Regions from separate parts of the Mus musculus genome. Here region 1 is linked to region 2. The links are chromatin contacts, called in public Hi-C maps. All regions are on one chromosome and are shown on one strand. Each heading gives the region's core, a stretch centred on a gene start, on an enhancer-like site or on the middle of the called end of the contact. The rest is flanking DNA. Distances are from core to core; before and after follow the strand shown. Region 1 holds the start of Ccdc154 (coiled-coil domain containing 154). Region 2 overlaps Ift140 (intraflagellar transport 140).

Region 1 (4,700 bases), core at 1,023-3,522, 120 kb after region 2:
AGTAGTAGACAACCACAATCAGGTGAGACTGCTGTCTGTCCTGCTGGAGATTACGGGAGCTGGTTCACACTCTACTTCCTATATTCTTGCTAGGTTGTGGGTGGACATTGGGTCTTGTCTGTCTCAGGACAGTAAGCCTGGGTCCTAGCCTATTACTGTACACCTACTTGGAACTAATATGTGGAGTATGCTATCACATGGAGTAGAAGTTCTGTAGACCCTATGGGGACCCTGTGACCTGGTATTGTTCTTGCAGGTGGTCGGGCTGGTGACCAGGAAGGACCTAGCAAGATACCGCCTAGGAAAGGGAGGCCTAGAAGAGCTTTCGCTGGCCCAGACGTGAGGGCTGGCCCCCCAGCCTTGGACAGCAGTACCCCAGCCCCTCTGCACCTCCTCCCAGGGTCCCTGATCTCAGCCAAAGCCTTGCCCCCTAGGCAGTGCAGCAACAGGAGCAAATGCCCTCCCTAGGCTTGGCTGGTGTGGGGGCCAGACCCTTTGTCCTGGGCAGTTGGTTTCAGTCATCAGCACTTTCCCTATTCCCTGACCCTCCAGGCCTCAGACTTGCCCCACTCCTGGTTCCTTCTCCCAGGATGAAGTGTGTGTTATCACACCCCTTGTGGCTCACTTCTGAGAGCCAATAGAGTGTGTGTGAGAAAGACAGACGTGAGCTACTACTTACTGCTGTCTCTGCTCAGACTCTGAGCCCTTCTCACCCTGTGTCTGCATTGCTCACACAGCCAGGGGCTTCAGTAGCAGGGCATGGGGAGCTATACAGCCTGGAGCAGGCTCTGTCAGGGAACCCACATGTGCCACACATGCCGCCCTGCATCTTTGTCCAGAAGATGGGGAGACTGGTTCTGTACCTGGGGCTTGTGATCTGAAAATCACATGAAGACTGAAATTGAATTCACCAACATCTGCCCTAGGCTTTCAGACCTGGGGTCATGGCCCTGGACCACAGCCAGAAGGCAGGTCTTTTTGAGGCCCTTAGGTCCCTGGGGTCCATAGTAGCTTGCTTACTACTGTACTGTGTGGTATGCCCTTGGGAAGTGGCCTCCCAGGGCCTGGCCATCCTGGGGTAGCCCTAGGATGGATAGACCCGTGAGCACCAGAGCCAAGGAACTTCACCCCTGAACCCTGTGTTGTCAAAGCTGGCCCCACTGACATCCTTCACTCACCTTCAGGGTCTTCTCCCCTGGGAACTTTGTAAAGATAGTTGCAGTGTCTCTGGCACAAGTCTGTTATAAGGTCACACAGGGTCTTTCTTTGGAAAGCTGGCAGCTCCTGCCTTTCAGTTGTCCCTCCAAAAGAGCGGCTCTTCCTTCCATGAAGAGATGGGCTAAGTATGTTGAATCTGGAATGAGAAATGAGAGCCCCCTGTTCTCTGCCTTGGGCTCAGCATTCTGGGGAGTCAGGCACTCAGCATGGTGATAAACAAGTGCAGATGGCACTTTAAACAGTAGTTGCTGTCTGTGTCGGGCAGTGGTGCAGTTCTTGAAGAGTACTGCAGCCAGCCCAGGGCCCAGTGGGAGGGCCGTCCAGGGACTCTGGCCTTCTCGTCCCATCTCAGACTTGCTCTCAGACTCACTGCAGAGCATGGGTTCTGTGACCTGCTTGGATGGCATCCTGTCCTCAAGCCTGGCCACAGCAGGCTCTTCAAGAAGTTAAAACTGACCCATCTGGTATAGAGGTCCAAGTGACAACGCCAGGGGTGCTCTGGACCGGGAAGGGCCATTCCTAAAGTTGGACCCAAGGGGTGAAAAACACTGCACAGGGTCTCAAAGACTTGGTACCAAAAAAGGCACGTGCAATCTGTCCACGGCTATGCAGTCTGTCCACAGCTGTGTGCTGACTACATGCTGAAATGATATTTTTGGATATATTAGGTTAAATAAAACAATCAAAATTTGTCTCTTCCAGTATTTTTATTTTGACTCTTGGGAAGGCTGAAATCCCAGCGGCCTATTCTGTGGTGTCACCCTCTGTATCTGTGTCCCATTTGCCTAGGACCTTTCCCTCCTGCTTTGTGTGTGACTCAGGCCTGTGATGGTCCCTAAACAACCTCTTCACTGTGGCCATAACCCAGTAGCCCTAGAGCCAGGGGAGACTCTTCTGCAATGGGGATACTTCACTGACCCCCAAATCTTTTCAGGATCCAGAAGTTAGGGAGTCTGCAAGACAGGGCATATGAGGGTTCAGGTTCCACTGGCAGTTGGCCATGAAGTCATAGGGTTCTGGTGAGAAAAAGAAGGTTCCAGAATAACTCAGCTGTACCTGCCTCCGTCAGGATTCACTAAAGAGGCAAGGTGGAAGGGCAGGAGCCACTATATACCTCCACTACTGCTCTCTGGGCTCCACAGCCTCTCTCCCTGACTCACCCCCTGAAGGTTCACAGTCTCCATTCTCGACCCTTGTCTTCTCCCCAAGATTCAGGCCTTCCCTCTTGACCCTCGAGTCTCCTTGCCTGCTCTGTGGCCCAAAGCCTTCTCTTCTGTCCCTCAGCCAATCCCCAGCTCCTGCAGCTTTCTGCCTGGATCACTTGCTTCTCTCCAGCTAACCACTCGGCCACCCTGGCCTGGTGCCCAACCTTGGGCAGCCACAGGGGCTCTGATAACCGTTGTCTGAGCTATAGGTGGTGGCCGCTGGTGAAGCCATGTCAGGTGAGCAGAAATGAGGGGTATACAGAGTAGTCCTGCTCTTAGACCTCACAGGTTCTCATGGAGCTGGCGAGGTGGGACCTCTCCCCTACTCTGCTTCCTAGGACTGTGTGTTCTCCCCCGGGACACTCAACCCCTCTTACCTGGACCTCCAGAAGGGCTGATCTATATGACCCAGAGATATGAGTCCCTGAGGTCAGGGTGACAGCAAGCAAGATTATAGGCACTACTACTGTCCTTGTGCACAAGCTCCAAGGTATCTCCTTCCAGAGCCAGCAGACGGCCCCTCACTAAGGCTTTCACCTTCACACCTGAGCACTGTCACACTCGAGGACCTGGAGCTGCTCTTAACAGAAGGCCTAGTCAGTGCTGAGACCTCAGAGAGAGATGAGTGCAGTGGCCGGGCGTCCGGCTCCTTGGTCCCTGAACAGGACACCTCTAAGCTGTGGAAACAGCTGGAGCAATGGTGAGCCTCACAGTGGATAAGAAAAGGGAGATGATAAACTGAGTGAGTTACCTCCAGGAGAGGCACAGCTTGACCCACCTGCTCTGGCCCTAATCAGGGTAGCTGAGCTGCAGGCTGAGGTGGTTCGTCTGAGGGGACACAAGGAACGCTGTGAGCATGCCACATTGGGCCTGCTTCGTGAGCTGTTGCAGGTTCGTGCCCGTGTGCAGATGCAGGCCTCAGAGCTGCGCCAGCTGAGGCAAGTAGTACAACAGGCAGCCTGGAGCCCAGAGAAGGAGGAGCTAGAGGTGAGTCCCTGGGTAGAGCAGCAGGTAAGAGTGAGCCACCCTTTTCCTGATGCTTGGAACACACACTTCCTGGATCCTGACACTGCTGTCCCCAGTCGTTTCAAGCTCTGGATCCAATGTGTCCTGTTGCATCTGTACTGCTTGGTAGGCACAGATTGAACCTGCCTAGCCCTCATTTCCTCCTCTTTGCAGTTATCTGGGCCCCAGAGCCAGAACCAGATGCAAACCCTGGATAAAAGGTACAGAGAGAGAGAAAGAGAGAGAGAGAGAGAGAGGGAGGGAGGGAGGGAGGAGCTGGGACCCATGCTTCCCTGCAGGAGCTGTCATTAGGGCCCACATGGACCTCATTTAAGTAAACAATAACTATAATAGTCCAACTCGGACTGGCTCTGCACACACTGGGGTGGGAGACTGGTTATGTGTCCCCATGGTCAGACCTGCCGCAACAGATGCTGCCTGGCTGCTCTGGGGCTAGCAGGGCAACTCCTTCCACCAGGCTGGTGGAGGTCCGGGAGGCTTTAACACACATCAGGAGGAAACAGGCTCTACAGGACTCGGAGCGGAAACATTCCGAGCAGGAGATAAACCTCAGGTGGGCCAACTTCTTGGACTACCTTGAAACCAGTTTTGTGTACACACTGGAAATCTCGGGCCAGAGCAAGGCTGAGGTCTTCCGTCCTGAGCCCTTAGTGCCCCCAGGGGAGCATCCTGTAACATGAATGCTGCACTTCTGACAACTGCGGCCCCACCTGCCTTCTCTCTTTCATTTGGTGCCTTGCCCTTACTAGGGATCCCCAAGGTCTATTTCCATGTGTCACCTGGGTGGATTGTGTACTCCATCCTGAGAAGGACCTAGGGCCCCCAGGATTCCCTAGCTGAGTTGGTGTTACCACACCTACTGCCTCTAGGCTGACCAACCTGACTGGCATGCTGAGCCAAGAGGAGCAGGGCCGGGAAGCAGCCTGCAGTGCCTTGCAGAAAAACCAAGAGGACACCAGCCAAAAGGTGGACCTTGGGTTGGCCAAGATGCAGGTACCTCCTGGAAAGCCAGGCCTAGCCGAGGCAGGAGTCATCACCAGCACTCTGTAAGACACCTCCAGTGTCCCTAGCCTCTGGCCTTGTCATCAGTGTCTCCCTTCCTGCAGTTGCTTGCTTCAGGGTACAAGGATAGGCTCACCAGTCACCCCTGTCTGATATGGTTGCCTCTCATCCCAGCTGTATTGCCCACTCACTGACCTTAGCTGCAATCTTAGGCACTGAAAACTCACTTCTACTGTCATGTAGCCAAGT
Region 2 (5,028 bases), core at 195-2,694:
GCAGAGCTGGGGAGAATGGGAAGTGAGCGTGATTGGGGTGCGTGATGTGAAATTCCCAAATAATCACTAAAAATATTATGTAATAAAAAGAATAGAACTTGTGTGGTTGTGTAGTGAGAATGTCAGGGAGTTGGTGGAGGATGGGAAAAGCCTGGGAGGTTTAATCAGGAAAGGCTGGAGGGCCGCTTCTGACAGTGAGGGGGAGAGAGAAGTAGGCTCCTCCCACATCCTGAGTCCCGGCTAAGTGTGTGTGGTAGCTGAGAAGTGGAAGCTGTGGAAACAGAACAGGTATAGGTAAGCTTGACCTGGAGACTGCCTTCTTCCCTGCAGTAATGTACCCATACTGCTTCTGCTCCATCTGCCCACCCTCAGTACAACGCTCCACCGCTCATTGCTGACTACCAGACTCAAAGATCCAGATACAGAGTCATTTAACTGCTCAGTGCGTGTTCTCTCCTTTTCTGGGCTCTCCGATAGCTGGCTTCTTCCTGGTTCACCTCATTTTTAAGCCCCTAGAAGAGACATTAATTCCTTAGGCATTTTATTGAGATGTAAAATACAGGACATATGACTGTGTTATAAGTGTGGATTGTCTTCCACGAGTGGCATATGTCCAGGATGTGACAACCATCCTGGCAGAGGTACTCTCCCATCTCACTACCCAGAAGGCCATGCACCTAACATCAGCCACATGAAGAATATCATTGCCCACCTAGACCAACTCACAGGGACGGAGGTCGCCATCTGTGTACCTTGCTACAGTCCGCCATGTGTGTGTGACCACAGAGCACTTCTTAGCTGAGGGACCTGTGCATCTTTGATCCTTGCCCCGAGGCCTATGTCACCGAGACTGTGCAGAAGGGAGACCTGTCTTCCTATGGATCCAGCCCTGGTCTAATGCATGCCAGCCCCTCAGCAATCACTACTGTTCGCGTGAATGTTGTTCCGGAGAGAAAGGGGGCACTGCACCACAGACGAGCATGGCTAACTTGTTCTTCTTTCCCCAGGGGACTGTCAAACAACTTCTGCTATTCTCTGAGACCGAGGGGAGCCCCTGCTTCCTGGACGTCTGTGGGACTTTCCTGGTTGCAGGGACAGATTTAGCTCATTTTAAAAGTTTTGATCTTTCCAGAAGGTACAGTTTCCTTCCACACTCAAGTATTAAATGCTGTTTCATTTTTTAAGTTATGGGGCAATTTAGTAGACAGGAAATTGGAACAATGTCTTATCTCACATGACACCTTTTTTTTTTTTTTGTAAATTAGAAGAGACCTTTTATTGGTTCTAAGATGAACCTCCTTTTCCCTGGACTAGGGGGTTAAGTACACAGGTGAGAAGAGGTGAGCTGAACAGAACACTCTACAGTCCAGGGTCTCAGCAGTCAGAGAAGCTCATTTCTGTGACCAGCAGGAAGGTGCCAAGAGGACGCTGATGTCATTCTTCCTCCTCCTGTCCTCACACAGGGAAGCAAAAGTGCACTGCAGCTGCAAGAACCTGGCCCAGCTGGTCCCTGATGTGGGGAGCATCACTTCTCTGAGATGCAATGCAAATGGGAACAAGATCAGCATCCTCCTTAGCAAGGTAAGGCCAACATCCCTGCCGGCCTTCTGATCCATATGAAGGACCTCCGAGGATACGGGCTGTGCCTCTGGGCCCTGGCAGGACCTGACAGACATAGCTGTTTATTCTGTCTCCTCAAGTCTTTTAGGTCTTTATGTCTAACCTTCTCTCTAGCCCCTCCTTGCTTCAGATCCTTCCTCAGTTTCTGCCTTATATCAGCTCTCTCCTGCCTGCTTCCATCTTGGGACACACACACAGTCTGTTCTTTTGTGTGTGTGTTTGGGGTGTGAGGGGTGGAAGACAGGGAGGATTGTTGTTGATTCAAGACAAGGTTTGTCTGTGTAGCCCTGGCTGTACTGGAACTCACTTTGTAGACCAAGCCGGCCTCAAACTTGGAGATCTGCCTGCCCTTGCCTCCTGAGTGCTGGGATTAAAGGTGTGCACCACCACCCCTGATCCATACTCTGTTCGTATGTGCTCACCTGCACACACTTTCCATATTTCCTGCCCTTCTTGGTTTTCTTCGGAATCAGCCGTATCTTCTTTAGAGAGCTCTTTGTCCTTTTCTTGCTTGTCTTCTTCATCACCTAGCCAACATCACAAGACAAGACCACTCACCGGGCAGTGGTAGCGTTAATCCCAGCACTTGGGAGGCAGAGGTTTCTGAGTTCGAGGCTAGCCTGGTCTACAGAGTGAGTTCCAGGACAACCAGGGCTAAACAGAGAAACCCCTGTCTTGAAAAACCAAAAAGAAAAAGAAAAAAATGAAACCCTGTCTCCAAAAACAAAAGAAGAAGAAGAAAAAGGAGGAGGAGAATGGAGGAGGGAGTGGTAGGCATGCTAAGACAACAGCAAAAATGTCATTGTCACTTGTACTTTGGTGTCCCACTGACCCTGACCCTAACGGCAGCTTGGCTGGAACAGGGAGGACAAGTGGAAGTTGATAAAGTAATACAAAAGAAAGTAAGGACACAAAGTGGCGGCAGTGTGAGACCCATAGTGGAGAGTCCTCCAGACCTGGGCAGGGGAAGCTGGGACAGTGATAAGAGAATATCCATGACCCATAGAAACCCTGTGTGCAGAGGCTGGAGCCATGACTCAAAGGTTAGGACCACTTGTTGCAGAGGACCTGGGTTCTGTTCCAGCACCCACCTACTGGTTCACAATCATCCTTAACTCAAACGCCAGGGGATCTGACAGCCTCTTCTGACCTCTGTGGGCACCAGACATACATGTGCTGCACAGACATACATAGACATATGTGTAGTCAGTCACTCAGTAAGGGCAGACAGAATCCCCTGGACAGCTCTGCAGCAGTTGAGCCCAGACAACCTAGAGCAGCTGAACCTGAACCCAAGATCCAGTTGTTTTCTCTCACTTCCCTGGCCACTTCCCAAGCACTCTGATGAGGCGCAAGGTCCATGCAGTTTTCAGAGATAGCATAAAAGAACCCTCAGCTGGGGGCTGGTGAGATGGCTCAGTGGGTAAGAGCACCCGACTGCTCTTCCGAAGGTCCGGAGTTCAAATCCCAGCAACCACATGGTGGCTCACAACCATCTGTAACGAGATCTGACTCCCTCTTCTGGAGTGTCTAAAGACAGCTACAGTGTACTTACATATAATAAATAAATACATCTTTAAAAAAAAAAAAAAGACTAAAGTAGGGCATGGTAAAAAAAAAAAAAAAGAACCCTCAGCTGGGCCCTTGTCACTGCCTGTGCTGCCTCCTGGGACTTGGGCCAGTGTGTCTCCACCTCCTTCTTCCTCTACACAGCATTACTAGAGCAGTTACAGGCTCCGTGCGCCCTTGGGGATGCTGACATTTCTTTATCTTAAAATAGGGTCCCTAAACACTTGAGACAAGAGCCCGTGCAACATAAAGTCAACGCTTTAAGTGAGGGATCCGGTGGCACTTGGCACATTTGCAGTATAGTACAGCTGCCACTCCGGCTGCTTCTAAGAATCTTCGCTCCTGTCACCCTCAAGCCTGCTCACTGCCTCTGGGTTTTCTTGTTCTGGACATGTCATAAACTGTGTGGCCTTGTGAGTCTGGCTTCTCTCCCCCATGCCACGTTACAGGGCTCATTTACATTGCAGCACGTGTCTGAGTTGGTTTGGGCGGACACATTTTCTCCACTGATCCTCACCCAGTAACTCCCACAGCTTGCTCTCCTGAATGGTGCTCCTGTGAATTTAGAATGGAAGCAGCACCTTAGATACTGCTCACCACTGTGAGCAGCAGTCCGTACGGCAGGAGCCGCCAGGCTCTCTGTGCTCAGGACTTGCGTCAGCTGCCAAATGGGAGCAATCATCATCCGCATCTTTGTCAAGTTTGTTTCACTTGTACTCAGTTGTAGAAATGATACTTTTGCCATAAATCCAAATTCCTTTTGAGTCCCTTGGTTACTTTACCTCCAGGCTGAGCATGGTGGCATATGCCTTAAATTCTGGCACTCAGGAGGCAGGGGCAAGCAGATCTCTGTGAGTCAAGACCAGTCAGGTCCAAGTCATCCAATGCTACACAGTGGCACTCTCTTTTTCCTTTCTTGTTTTAAATCTCCAGTCAAAACTGAGAGTAGCTCACAACTTTTTAGACTTTGTTGTAAGTTTTCTAAAATTCCAAAGTAGTAACTAAGAAGCCATTTCAGTGGGCTTACATAGTAAAGAATTAAGTTATTGTTCTGGAGGGTGTGCCATTTACTGGAAGCAAGGTGGCTCAGGTGCGTGCAGTGTCAGTCCCATGGGCACACTTTGTAAGGCAGCCACCACTCCTGTGCCATTATGTCTTCTCTTTCTTAGGTCAACAACAGTCCTGATTCCAAAATCTACATCTATGATGTTGAAATGGACACAGTGAACGTCTTCAACTTCACAACTGGACAGATTGGACAGATACAGACTCTGCCCTTTAACGAGCCGCCGACTAATGAGTAAGATTATAGTTGGGAGGATTTTGGTGAGAACAGCATGTGCCTACTGTCCAACTTACTAAGCTATATTTTGAATTTCAGAGTCTCCCAGAAGTTACTAAGTAGGAAAACAAAATGGTAAAACCAAGGTGTGAGCCGCTGAAGCAGATTTAAGCTCATGGCCTCTGTTCCAGAGTTGAGACTATGGGACTGGCTTGGTAGAATCTCATGAAATATAGAGTTGCTCTCCCCCAAACATCTCCAGAAATGTCTCAGAGCAGAGTGGCCTCAACCCTACCAGCAACTCTGACAGGAAAAGAGGCGCTTGCCTTTGTAGAGAATGTGTTTCTGGAGAAAATAAGAAATGTCTTTTTTTTTTTTTTGGAGGGGGGGTTGATGTAGCATGTAAATGCAGTTTCTGCTACAGAAAGTGTGTTCTTGGGACTTGAAACACAGGACTTGGCTCCCATCTGTATTTAATTCTTTGTGGCTTGGGTCAGGTGCGAGGTGTGCCTGCAGTTTAGTCAGTGCAGAACACAGATGACATGGGAGCCCCCAGG

The links. Hi-C and Micro-C count contacts between places; a contact is called where the count stands out from the background.
Region 1: a Hi-C map of bone marrow-derived macrophages shows a contact between it and region 2, with 1.6 times the contacts expected there. The contact joins the promoter of Ccdc154 here to the enhancer-like site in region 2. A contact is called at or near these places in 2 of 39 promoter capture datasets (the 3T3-L1 cell line and hippocampal neurons), 1 of 15 datasets of contacts at CTCF or cohesin (pro-B cells), 10 of 484 Hi-C or Micro-C datasets (the AML12 cell line, the Ba/F3 cell line, CD4 T cells and 5 more), 1 of 115 datasets of contacts at active chromatin or transcription factors (embryonic stem cells) and 4 of 9 other capture datasets (adipose tissue, embryonic stem cells, liver and 1 more).

What each region holds. Positions count from the first base shown.
Region 1 is chr17:25,160,189-25,164,888 of GRCm38.p6, forward strand. It overlaps Ccdc154 (coiled-coil domain containing 154), which reads left to right and starts at 2,273. Exons shown (of 17, transcript NM_001079929.2): 1 at 2,273-2,660; 2 at 2,928-3,123; 3 at 3,221-3,410; 4 at 3,603-3,649; 5 at 3,907-4,002; 6 at 4,319-4,442. The coding sequence starts at 2,654. It overlaps Clcn7 (chloride channel, voltage-sensitive 7), which reads left to right. Exons shown (of 25, transcript NM_011930.4): 24 at 1-22; 25 at 257-1,915. The coding sequence ends at 343. Mir12188 (microRNA mir-12188) reads left to right here and starts at 315; the gene lies at 315-388.
Region 2 is chr17:25,044,042-25,049,069 of GRCm38.p6, forward strand. It overlaps Ift140 (intraflagellar transport 140), which reads left to right. Exons shown (of 30, transcript NM_134126.3): 13 at 1,008-1,135; 14 at 1,464-1,581; 15 at 4,359-4,489. Among named protein-coding and RNA genes, the nearest start is that of Ift140, 30 kb to the left of the region's middle. Within about 2 kb of position 1,445, at least 42 of the 459 cell types and tissues checked have an H3K27ac peak or open chromatin away from gene starts, as enhancers often do. A contact at or near this core is called in bone marrow-derived macrophages and pro-B cells, where this site is marked.